Linked DNA regions of Mus musculus: region 1 is linked to region 2. The links are chromatin contacts, called in public Hi-C maps. All regions are on one chromosome and are shown on one strand. The core of a region is the stretch at or near the end of the contact, and the rest is flanking DNA. Distances in the headings are between cores, read along the strand shown.

Evidence for each region. A called contact is a pair of places that touch in the nucleus more often than the background predicts.
Region 1: a contact with region 2 is called in a Hi-C map of B cells, with 5 read pairs. The contact joins the promoter of Slc48a1 here to the enhancer-like site in region 2. A contact is called at or near these places in 2 of 39 promoter capture datasets (hippocampal neurons and pre-B cells), 1 of 484 Hi-C or Micro-C datasets (B cells) and 1 of 115 datasets of contacts at active chromatin or transcription factors (pancreatic cancer cells).

Annotation. Positions count from the first base shown.
Region 1 is chr15:97,782,845-97,785,724 of GRCm38.p6, reverse strand. It overlaps Slc48a1 (solute carrier family 48 (heme transporter), member 1), which reads right to left and starts at 1,360. Exons shown (of 3, transcript NM_026353.4): 1 at 1,109-1,360. The coding sequence starts at 1,244.
Region 2 is chr15:96,466,641-96,469,539 of GRCm38.p6, reverse strand. No RefSeq gene overlaps it. Among named protein-coding and RNA genes, the nearest start is that of Scaf11, 7.2 kb to the right of the region's middle. Within about 2 kb of position 1,504, at least 24 of the 459 cell types and tissues checked have an H3K27ac peak or open chromatin away from gene starts, as enhancers often do. A contact at or near this core is called in B cells, where this site is marked.

The DNA of each region.
Region 1 (2,880 bases), core at 111-2,610, 1.3 Mb before region 2:
TCTGCCTCCCGAGTGCTGGGATTAAAGGCATGCACCACTGCTGCCCAGCATAAATTAATTCTTTCGAGTTACTCCATTTTTAGATCTTTGGCCAAGGATTTTAGCCATGGAATAAATGTTGTATCTTAAAACGTTTTCCTTACACATACTTTCGCCATACATATTACTTCATGTGGCTGTCGTACTGTTGGGTTAGTTTCCTCCATAGGGCTTTTAATGCCTTTAGCATGCCAACCTGAATCCTTCTGAGTTCTAGGGATGGAAATCGGGTCGGCCAGGCTAAGGCTGAGCCATCTTGGGGGCACATCGTGTGGCTGTTGAAACCCTGGACACATTATTTATTTACCGTAAGCCTCGATTGATTTTTTTCTAACTGTAAAATGGGCACAAATAATGTTACTTCAGAGGACTACTATTAGGATTAGATGACATAAGGAGAGTAGATTTGTTTAGCCCAGCAAAAAAATATTAAATGATGATAATACGTGTAAATAATATATTTGGCCTTCACACAAGAGAGGCTAAACGGCGTGACCCAAAATTACACATTAGAGAGCACGGCTGGGCCTTCGCCACCTCCTCGTCCCTCAGGGATTAGCAGATTCCCACTGGTTCCGACCAGAGCAGATGGACACAGGTGTAAAGGGAATGTCCAGTGACACCGGGTCCACAGTACAGTCCTGGTCTCGGCAGAGGGCCTCTGGGGCTGGAAGGGGGCTGGCTGATGGGTTTCCCCACGAACCCCACTTATTATAAGAGATGCGGTAATCCCGCACAGTGTGCGTGTTGAGGGAGCGAGGGTGGCCAGGAGATGGGCGCGCAGAGGACGCTCTAGTGGACACGGGGTGGAGGGTAGATTCACAGGGTGCGGGGGACGCAACAGCCCTGGAGCCGCAGAGCTGTGCGAACCACAGGGGCGGGCTGTGGGCACCCTAGGTCCCGCCACGTTCATAAGGCGCCAGGTCCCAGAGGCCCGGGCACTGCCCAGGAACCCGGGCCTGCGCTGTCTCCAGTCTCTCTGGAGTAAACAACGCTCCCACCCCCGGGCAGCGCCACCGCAGCCGCCGCGCGCAGCCCGCCCCGATCACCCCGCGTCCCCCGGGGATACCTGCGAGACCCCCCATCGCCGCAGTCCCCGGTTGTCGGTAGACCACCGTCCAGACGAAGAAGATGGAGAAGCCGGCTACCGAGCTGAAGCCGGAGTAGGCGGCGCGGAGGCCGAGCTGCAGCCGGGACGGGGCCATGGGGCAGCGGAGGAGCAACGCCGCCGAGTCACAGGTGCAGGGCCCGAGCTGGAGCCCAAGCCCCAGCCCCAGCCCGAGCCCGAGCCAGAGCCGCTGCCGCCCGGCGCTCCGCCCCCAGCCCGCCCCCGGTGCCAACGGCACAGCGCCCTCCCCGGCCGGAGGCCGCTCCCGACACCGCCGCTTGGCAAAGGCCGGCGACCCCTGGTGGAAGGGCAGGGTCCTGGCCTCATCCCCAGAACGCCACCTATCTAGCCTTGGCTGGCCTAGAAATACCGTCTTTACCGGAGCCGGCTACAATGATCATTTAAAAATATTTTGTATATGTGAGCACACTGTAGCTGTCTTCAGACACACACCAGAAGAGGGCATCCGATCCCGTTACAGATGGTTGTGAGCCACCATGTGATTGCTGGGTTTGAACTCAGGACCTTTGGAAGAGCAGTCAGTGCTCTTATCCGCTGAGCCACCTCTCCAGCCCCAATGAGCACTTTTTAATTTTTAAAATACTTTTGAATTTTTTTTTGAGACGTGGTGTCTCCACGTAGTCTTGTCGGTCTTGGAATTCCCTATGTAGGCCAGGTTGGCTTGGAACTCATAGAGACCCTTCTGCCTCTACCTCCTGAGTTCTGGGATTAAATTTTGAATGGGAAGTTCAAACTCATTAAAAGGACAAGTTAAGGCTATAGAAACTAGCCAGCTGTGGTGGTGCATGCCTTTACACTGGTAGAGGTGGAGGCAGAGGGAAGCAGATTTCTTTGAGTTCGAGGGAAGCTAGACCCAGTCACAAAAGTCACAAACCAAAACAAACAAGGAAAACCCATAAAACTGCACATGATGGCCCACACGTGGAATCCTGGCAATTGGGAAGTGGCCGAGGCAAGAAAACAGATCTGGGGAGCTAGTTTGATTCCCCAACTTGCCCGAAATTAAATAAGTAAAATAAAACTTGAAAAAAAATCTAAAATAATATAACAACAATTAACATATTCATTCTTTTTACCAGCCAGGTGGTGGTGGTGCTCACCATTAATCCCAGCACTCACTAGGCAGAAGCAGGTGGATCTTGGTGAGTTGGAGCCTAGCCTGGTCTACAGGGGTCAGCCAGGGCTACACAGAGAATCCCGGTCTCAAAAGACCAAAATAAGGGGAAAAAAATCTTTCTATCCATATTTCGAAGCAGTGGGTTTCCTTCCCAAAAGTTATACACACAGCACAAGATTGCTCCACACGTTTGCCACCATTTTAGTTTATTAAATTAAAAAGTGATCGTTGGCCAGGCAGTGGTGCCAAATGCCTTTAATCCCCGCATTTGGGAGGCAGAGAAGGGCGGATTTCTGAGTTCGAGGCCAGCTTGGCCTACAGAGCGAGTTCCAGGACAGCCAGGGCTACACAGAGAAACCCTGTCTCGGAAATTGTAGCTGACTCTGATAAAGACGCATTTCCAGGCCCGCCTAGGATCAGCTAGGTAGATGAGAGTCTGAGGATGAGCCTAGGACCCTACCCTTCCACCAGGGGTCGCCCGCCTTTGCAAAGCCGCTGTGTGGGGAGTGGCTGGCCAAACCCACTCGCCTCTAACACTTTCTTCCTTTCCTTTCCTCAACTCTCATGCCCCAATCCCTTGCAAGCCTTGCAAGCT
Region 2 (2,899 bases), core at 255-2,754:
TGAATTGACTTTGTCAAAACTCAATTTGCTGCATTTCTGTTCTCTCTCTCTCTCTCTCTCTCTCTCTCTCTCTCTCTCTCTCTCTCTCTCTCCTCTCTCCCCACCCCCAGCCCCTTCTGTTCCCGTCTATCAGTGTGTATCTATTCTTTCAGCAGTAGCGCACAGGCTGAGCCCTGTAGCTTCAGGATTAGTTTCATAGAGAAAATCCCCCCCTTATGTTTGCTCTTTCAATTTTGTGCAGGCTAGTTGATGATTTGGTTCATATTTTGAGCACTATCTTGTTCAGACATACCAGAATAGAGCAACTGCTAAGCATGGTAGACTCTAAACTATGAAAAATCAGTTAGATGCTTTCCAGAAAGAAAACTAAAGATGCAATAGCTGATGAAGCATGAAAAGCAACAGAAAGCTTTGATAAAGACAGGAGAAAGGACAGAAACCTGAAGAGGCTTTCCACTCTAAACAGTGGTGGGAAATGGAATATTATTGATACTTCCCCTGTGGACCATGAGCCTTATGCCCATACATGATTGTCATTCCAACACCTGAGTCAGCTACGTGCTGGTTTGTAAGACTATTAGCCTCTTCCCATCCCTCTCATGACAGTTCTAACGTCCCTAAAATTAATACACACACACTTCCAAATGAGCACATCCGCTACACACAGAATAACGTAAGATACAGGATGCCAACTTAGCAATAATGTCCGTGTCGGGAATCACCACACAACAGTCTACCGCACTCCTCATTGGTTTCACCGCTGTAATGCACAGAGCTATTTTACTTAGTTGTAGTGAAAAATGAAAAATGAAAGGGATTGATGTGAAGAGGGAATACATTTTAAATGCCTGTGTTTCTGAATGGGCACTGATGGGACGGAAGGACTGTTACTTTGTCCTGATCCCACCCTGACTCCATCTGTGCCTGCTTCCTGCTCTCGGCCTTCACCCCCTGAACAGTCATAGCCACCTCTGCAATATTCTCCAGACTTTTGGTGACCCTGCAGGTGCATAACCAAAACAACCTGCTGCTTGTATAGTCTAGGCAAATATGTTACCAGTTTCTCCCCACTTACACCTGACCTTGTGGTTTTGTGGTTCTTGCCCTTGTAAACATTATAACCATGAACTTCCATGCCAGGGGTTGTCCTGAGGCTGTAGCCTGCTCTTGGTCACTGGCTTATATAAAAGACTCTACTTTGGCCTTCTATGTGTGGTGGTCTATAACTTTCTTACCTGGATATATTGAGGCCCCCAGTGAAATTATCCCAAACATACCATAGGACTCAGACCTCCCTGGCCAGTGGGGAGGTTGTAGGAGAGATATCCACTGAAAACATTCCAGGGCCCCATGCCTAACACTGAGCCCAGAGAGGTCTGGAACGACTGCCGTATCCTGGACAGCAAAATGGATCAAATCCTTCTGACAGAGAGATGAGCCTCCCCGGCACATATGCAGCAGGGGGCTGCCACGTCTGGCCTCAGTGGGAGAGGATATGACTAATCCTGAGAGACTTGATGCCCCAGAGAAGGGGAATGGGGGTGAGAGTGTTCTTTCAGAAGCAAAGGGGAGGGGAGTGAGGGAGGAAGAAGGCAACACTTGGGATGTAAATAAATAAATAAATATTGGCTTCTCGAGGAAGAGCTTTTTTAAGGTCTAAGGAAGATAGGTCTCTTGAGAAGCCCTCTTTTTTTTTTTTAAATGTCTTTTTAAAAGTATTTTTTGACTTTTTATTTATTTTATTTTTATGTATATGAGTACACTGTTGCTCTCCACAGACACACCAGAAGAGGGCATCAGATCCCATTACAGATGGTTGTGAGCCATCATGTGGTTGGTGGGAATTGAACTCAGGACCTCTGGAAGAGTAGTCGGTTCCCTTAATACCTAGAGCCACCTCTCCAGCTCTTGACAAGCCCTCTTAAGGTTTGGAAAGGAAATACCTGACAAGGAGCCTTCTCATTCTACACTGGGATGCTAACGGCAGAGATTCTGCCTCCTAAGTCTATACAGAGACCAGGGTTTGAGTGGCTGGGTGGCCAATTGTGTGAGTGATGGATGTGGTCTGGACAGATTCTGATAGGAGGGTATCAGTTTCTGTTATTAGTGTCTTGGTCTCACCTTGTCTCAAGGACAGGAAAGCTGGTCTGTTCACTAAGCTCTTTTTGACTTAGTGATAATTAGAAGCCAACCCAGACTATGTGCCTCACCACTGAGGGAGAAACACACTAATTTTGTTGCCTATGACCCATGGGTGTTGCTAATCCCTTTCTGGGATTACACTGCGAGTTCCAGTAAACTCTGATTCTATCTGGTTTCTGTTTATCTTTCATCTACAGATGCCATAGTTGCCTCTTCCATTTCCTGAAGTGGAAACTTAAGGGTTCTTTGGAAAGTCAGTTGTGTTGGATGGCGTTTTGCTGGGGCAAACACGTGAAGGAGTGTTTTCCTGAAGCGGACACAGGGAAAAGGCTAAGGCAGACTTGTGAGGGAATGTTTGGCTGAAGCAGACACAAGTGAAAGGATATTTGCTAAAGTAAGCACGTGAAAGGACACGTGATGAAGGATTCTTTGTTAACAACACACAGGTATTGGTTTGCCTTGCAGAGTTGAGCTCCATTTTTCGGGAACTCCATAGAGAGAAATGCGCAAAAACAAAAACAAAAACAAACAACAAACAACAAACAACAACAACAAAACTCTTCTGGTGGTGTGCTGTGGCTTGCTGCAGCTTTTTGGCCACTTCCTCAGACTGGGGCTGACTGACAATGTGATGTCAGCAGAGATAGACTCGCATGGAGTTTTGCTAAGTCAGATCCACATGCTGAGGCAAGACATGTGATGACACAAGACCCACGGAGGACACATGATGTCTGGGAGGAGTATAAAAAAGGACTCG